2 separate regions of the Zea mays genome follow, and region 1 is linked to region 2. Evidence: chromatin contacts called from public Hi-C data. All regions are on one chromosome and are shown on one strand. The core of a region is the stretch at or near the end of the contact, and the rest is flanking DNA. Distances in the headings are between cores, read along the strand shown. Region 1 holds the start of LOC100191351. Region 2 holds the start of LOC100284501 (histone-arginine methyltransferase CARM1).

Region 1 (3,284 bases), core at 453-2,952, 260 kb before region 2:
ATATATTAAAGATGGTATATTGATATGAGTTATGGAAACCTAGATATCAAACTTGACTTCACTCCATATGTGGTTAACTCAACTAATAAGAGTTTACAGAATATCCAAGTTCCATCCTTTCCCCTACAAGCAACTCCATCTTCCAGCTTCAGTTTGCTGATGTAGGTTTTAGTTCTAGATTGGCACATGAAAGTAGAAAAACTGTAATGCTACCCAAAAGACATCTAAACCAGGTACATCTTCTGCAGTATTCTACTGAAAGGAGATCTGACAGTAGAAAGTCAGGAACAAAGCCTACGCAAGTATTCAAGGCACTTACAGAATTCCAAGCCGTCCTGTCTCCGATGCAAGGAAAAGATGCCCATGGAACAAATCATAGCGATTCAGTGATACATTTAATCCAACCGAAGGTGCCCGTGCCACAATCAATTCGAACAAGAATGCAAAATATGAATTGATCTCCTGTTAGCAACACAAAGTGGGCAAAACACGTGAACAGAATGCCCAGCCCACGATTATAAGGAAATTCAAACATGATTTGAGCTAAATCAGGACCTCATTGGCAAAGCGCCTCCCATACGGTGTTCTTGTGAGATGGCATTTATTCTTCTGGGAACCCTCAACATCTGGCACCTATTGCAATGATCGATTTAATTAGGCAGTAAAAAGAGCCATAGTCCAGTCCTGGTTACTAATAATCCTAATGCGTGATCATAAAACCTAGTGTCAAGGACTTAGACCAGTGTTGTGTGTATGTACACCAACGAATTACTTGAAATTGTCATAAAATGTAACTCAAGGATACCATAATTTATGATATTAGAAACTATAAGGAGAAAGCAAAGCCAAAGCCGTTAGCCAGAACATAACATAACAGTCAGAACATGGCCAACCCCAGCTTCTGATCACTAAACCCAAAGCGAAACTAAATCATTTCTTGCTACACTCTAGATAATTATTTTTGCATCCTCACCCAAACCTTTTAATTTTCCCTTTGTAACAAGGGGAGTCGGAGCGGAGCATAAACACTCACCGGCAGCATTGTTGGGTCGAGCGCGCGGTGGATGGCACCGGGATCGCCTCCGGAGTCAACGGCCAGCCGCGCCAGGTCCAAGACCGGGGCCGGCGGCCACATCACCATCTCGTCCGCCTCAGCCGCCCCCGCATCGCAACCATCGAGGAGGAACTTCCGGGGGCCTCCGCGGCTCCAAGACGAGACCTTTTGGGCCGTGGGGTTGGCCGGGGCGAGGAACCGGAGGCAGGCGCGGAGCCGCGAGGCCTCCGCCGCCGGTACCCGCGCCGCGGCGCGAGGGCCGGCGAGCACGGAGAGGAGGTCCGCGGCTACGGCCTGCGGCGATCTGGATGATGTGCGGGACGAGTATGAGGAGGAGGCGCAGCAGGAGACGGAGAAGGAGACGGCGAGGGAGACGGTGAAGGCCAGCTTCAGTGACAGGGGAGCTGGCCGGAACCGCAGGCGTAGCATCCTCTGTAGCTCTGTCCCTCTCCCTCCCCCTCCTCAGAGGCTCAGACCTCAGTCCTCTGACGCTTCTGTTATGTTACTGAAGTCTGAAGATGACAAAATAAAAATGGTGCACTACTCTACTCGCATCCTCTGCAATCTTCAGTCAGTCGACTTTAAGCAGAATTGCGGAGATGATGATTATTTTTCCGCTGATGAACCTCGTGCTGACGAATCGGCTCTGATTCTGAGGGAGATGATCAGATGATGCGTGTATATTTTGTGCTCGTGGCTTCGATTCGACAATGCTTGGCGGGACTGTCTTTTGTTTGTAAACTAAGGCAAGCTAGCTCGAAGTCGTTCATGTCGTGATCGGAAGATACTCATCTGTTTTAACATTGAATCCGTAGGCAATACAATCAGGACCCGTGCTAGTGATGCATCTTGGATTTCTCCATCCTCGGTTCGCAGGATAAGTTCATCAACGCTGGCTTCGTCAACACTTCTCAAAAGTCGCCTACCGCAGTATGTCCATCCCGGCTCCATGCGGTCGTGGTCGGCTTGCTTCTGCAGGTGCATCCCGTCGGCGGCCTGCTCGCCGGCGGCTTCGGCGAGGTCATCTCAACAGCTCCGTGCTACGTGTTTCTTCTTCGTCGTTCTTGGGGTGCCACGTGTTTCTTCTTCGCCATCTGGATGATGGAGCTTGGAGCCATGGCGGCGGATGTTACACGCCTTCGGCTGCTACAGCTAGGACTACGTAGAAGAGGAAGAAACACGAGGCAGAAGAGAAGACTGGAATACGATTCTATTATCCTTTTTCTCCTGTTTCTGAAACATTCTATTGCCTTTATCCTGCTACTGTTACAACGACCACATGGGCCGTCTAGCTGGACCACATCTCCTTAGGATAACGAACATTGGGCCGTCGCACACGTTGGCCCAGAACTACTTCCTTTGCCTTCTGAATATCAGTCTTCTTGGCGCCATCGTCAGCTTCGTCAGTCTGAATACTGACATTCCCCTGGTCTTGATTTGCCGCTTGTCCCCAAGCGGCTGCCCGAGGAAACCGGCGACGAACGTCGAACTCATCTTCCCAAGTGTCAAGAGCAGCATCACAACCTGACCACCTTATCAGCACCTGCGGCACTTGAGCTCCTCCACGAGCAATCACACGTCGCTGGATGACTTGTACCGGAAAACGTATTGCATCCGGAACAACAGGAAGAGAGCTGCTCACCAAATGCCTGGGATGAAGAGAGGGCTTGAGCTGAGATACGTGAAACACAGGATGAACTGCAGCCGACTCAGGAAGTTTCAACTTGTAAGCAACGTTCCCCACGCGCTGCAAGATTTCGAACGGACCAAAGTACTTGTAAACAAGTTTGTGATTAGCACGCACAGCCACAGATGTCTGAACATAAGGCTGCAGCTTCAAATACACCATATCGCCCACTTGATACTCGCGTTCGGACCGACGCTTATCAGCCTGATTCTTCATTCGTTGCTGTGCCCGAAGAAGATGTTGTTGCACAGCTCGTAACATGAGCTCACGTTGAGACAGCCAGAGCTTAAGATCAGCATGGTTCACCGAATCATCAACTGACAGACCAAAGTGCCGAGGAGAATGGCCATACAATACTTCGAAAGGAGACCGACCCAGAGAAGTATGGAAGCAGCAATTATACCAATACTCAGCCATTGGAAGCCATGAAGACCATTTGGAGGGACAAGATTGAACAAAACAGCGCAAATATGTCTCCACACACTGATTTACCCGCTCAGTTTGTCCATCCGTTTGGGGGTGGTATGAAGAGCTCATATGGAG
Region 2 (3,008 bases), core at 397-2,896:
ATGAAGATAGAATCAGAGTACGTATAGACATAAATTCTGAAATTTTACAAGGCTGTAGGATTGCATGAGCAAGCAAAAACACAGTGCAAGTCAGTATGACAGTATGTAGTCAGGAATTAAGTAGTGCTCAGAGCAAATGCTTCACTCTTTTATGATACAAATACGAGGGGAAATATAAATATGAAATGTGTGTGTCTATTAAAACTAACATGAGGTAATGACTCATAAACAGTGCAACAAAGTGTACTGATGAAATTATCTGAAACAGGTCATGAAAGGACAAACCAGCTTTTCCACTAATAACTTGGTGTTGCCATCGTTGAAAAGCTAAAGAGAAGGCTTTGCTCTCAGCTTCTGTCCTAAGAACAACCTTAATTGCTCTTGAAAATGACTTCTGCCTCAAAGAACTGAGAGTTAACATGTAGCCATTTAATACGTACTACAAGAAAGTTTTATTGTACAAGGACAGAGAATGATCTTCAAATTCGCATATAAGTTGTTAATAGGTCAGCAAGCATGGTAATAGAGTTTGAAACATGGAGCTTTTTGTCATGTCAGAATATAGTAACCATTTAGGGCTATTTTACATTCTATTTCAAGAAATTCAGTGTAAAGACAAACGAATTCATGCTTCAGCGAAAATTCAAAGCATGGGACAAATCCCTTGTAGGCAGTGGGTAAAAAGTACGATCCATTATTGCCACTCAGGTTGAAGTTACACTCAACTAGATTTCGAAGCATCGATCATTGTACTCCAGCTTTACAAGACATCAAGCATTAAATATTATTTATACGAATGTAAGGCGAGCTTGGAAGGAAATATGCCAAGGAAACATTTTTCGTAAACAGGATGCAATGCAACGCAATGCAACATGCTATACTCTTGCCATGCTACACGCCTACACAAGCTGTAGTTCCACAAAGTCATCGCAAGCAATTCGACCAGGCACAAACAGAAAAATAACAAATTACCTCTTCCACGCCATCCTTAGCCTCCGACTCGTCGCACACACACAGCCACTCCGTCGGTCCCAACTTAAATACCTGCAAAACCCAAGCGCGTGACTCCCCAAAAGGTACGAAAGCAGCGGGCACCTCCCCAGAACCACGCCAAATCAAAGCCAAAACACAGGCAGAGCCGCAGAGGCATTACAGCGCGTACACACTGCCTCGCTACCTCTCCCGCTTCGCCACGAACCAAAATCACATTCACCGAGATCACAGCGGTTACCTGCGCGTCGGCAAGGTCGATCTCGACCGTGGGCTCCGCCTCGGCCTTCACGAGGCTGAGGCGCGGGGCTCCAGTGGCGGCGCCGAGACCGAACGCGGCGGTGGCCCCCTCGGCCGCAGGCCCTGCTGCGGCTTCGGAGACGTCGGAGAAGGTAACGTTGGGGAACAAGTCCGGCGAAGATGCCATTAGGACGTGACCCCGGGATCGGAGACCGTAGCCGCCTAGGGTTTGGGGCGGGCGGGGCTAGGGTTTTGCGGGCGCTTGGCTCGCGTGGAGGCGAGCTGCCGCTGTTTGTACTCGTGGGTGGACTGGGCCGCGTGCAGCGGCGACCACCAGCCTTCTTTTCTGCGGGCGACGACGTGGACACGCCGCCGGAGCCCGTAGCAGTTCGTGGTCGGTTGGGCCCATAGTCAGTAGAAGCTTGCGCTTGCCTGTCGGTCGCTAGACAAAATTGGCAAAATAAGTTACTCTACCACCGCTCTTCCACCTGATAAGAGCATGTACAGTGGTGTTTAATGTGGGGGCTCTTAAGGTGTTTTAGGGGGTTATTTGTAAAATAATCTTAGAGCCGTCTCTCCGTGAAGAGACGCCTCTGGCTCGTAAACCAAGTAACAACAGACGCCTCACTTCCCACTGTACAAATTTGTCGTCTGTTCTATCGATCTGATGCTATACAAATACATTTAATTTTGTATTTATTAATAGACTACGTTTATAGACACTCCATTGTACAATAGAGTCTCTTAGTTGTCTCCTGTGCTTGGAGAACCGTTTTGGTGTCTCTCCACTGTACATGCCCTAACATAAAAGAAAACATATCTAGTGTAAATCAACCCCTTGTATAACCGTGCAAATCAACCCCTTATATAACCACATAATGTTGATCCAAGGGAATGAGCGGAGGAGTGGGAGGGGATTTGAAAAAGTGTGATTAGCAGCGGGCAGTTAAGTGTAAAATTATCCACGTCCCTGCAGCCCTGCATCCCTTGGATCAATATCATGCGGCCCATAATAGAAGTTTACATGGTTGCACAGATATATTAGTTTGCACCAGATATGTTCCCAACATAAAATGGGTCAATTAAGTCGTGGCCTTCATCGACACTCTTCATTTTACTTACCTGACAAGTGGATCCATGCATCTTGGTGGCCACTCACCGGATCTAAACCGGAGCTCGAATCCACCAAAGGGAGAAATCCTCATCTCCATCTCCGGCGGCCGATTTTTCAAGCGTCGCCTATAAGCACACTCCACTCTGTCCTAGTGAGTACATTCCACTACCGAAAGATGTGCTTATATTTTGCCAAATTATTTAGGGTTTAGGTTTGCTCGACATGTTGCTATTAAAAGTCGTCTAAAGGGAGATGAGTAGGTGTTGTCGAGAGGGAATTCTCCAGTCGGATGGCGGAATGCACCCGCCCTAAATCCTAAGATGAGGAGGGGCCTAAGTGTTTTGCTTGTCTCCTAAGCGATGAATGAACACAAGAACACACAAGGATTTAGAGTGGTTCGGGCCGCCGGAGCGTAACACGCTACTCCACTGTGTGATGTATAGAGCTTGTATGAACTTGTGAGCCTGAGTTGGGTCTAAGTATGCTTGTGTCGTAACGTTGCGTGCCTCCCCTTTTATAGCTGAAGGGGCACGTACAAGGGTGCTGAGCCCCGACATGCGGGCCCAGGGACATAACAGATGAAATACTTGGAACAACTAATGTTGATCGCTAGTGCAATCTCCTTGCGCCCTGATATCCGCATCCTGCGTAGTATCGGCGTGCA

The links. A called contact is a pair of places that touch in the nucleus more often than the background predicts.
Region 1: a Hi-C map of leaf shows a contact between it and region 2, with 2.8 times the contacts expected there. The contact joins the promoter of LOC100191351 here to the promoter of LOC100284501 in region 2. A contact is called at or near these places in 2 of 25 Hi-C or Micro-C datasets (leaf and tassel).

Annotation. Positions count from the first base shown.
Region 1 is chr2:223,275,887-223,279,170 of Zm-B73-REFERENCE-NAM-5.0, reverse strand. It overlaps LOC100191351, which reads right to left and starts at 1,702. Exons shown (of 7, transcript NM_001136785.1): 1 at 1,034-1,702; 2 at 556-633; 3 at 320-462. The coding sequence starts at 1,483.
Region 2 is chr2:223,019,892-223,022,899 of Zm-B73-REFERENCE-NAM-5.0, reverse strand. LOC100284501 (histone-arginine methyltransferase CARM1) reads right to left here and starts at 1,646. Exons shown (of 15, transcript NM_001412942.1): 1 at 1,232-1,646; 2 at 973-1,044; 3 at 286-391. The coding sequence starts at 1,417.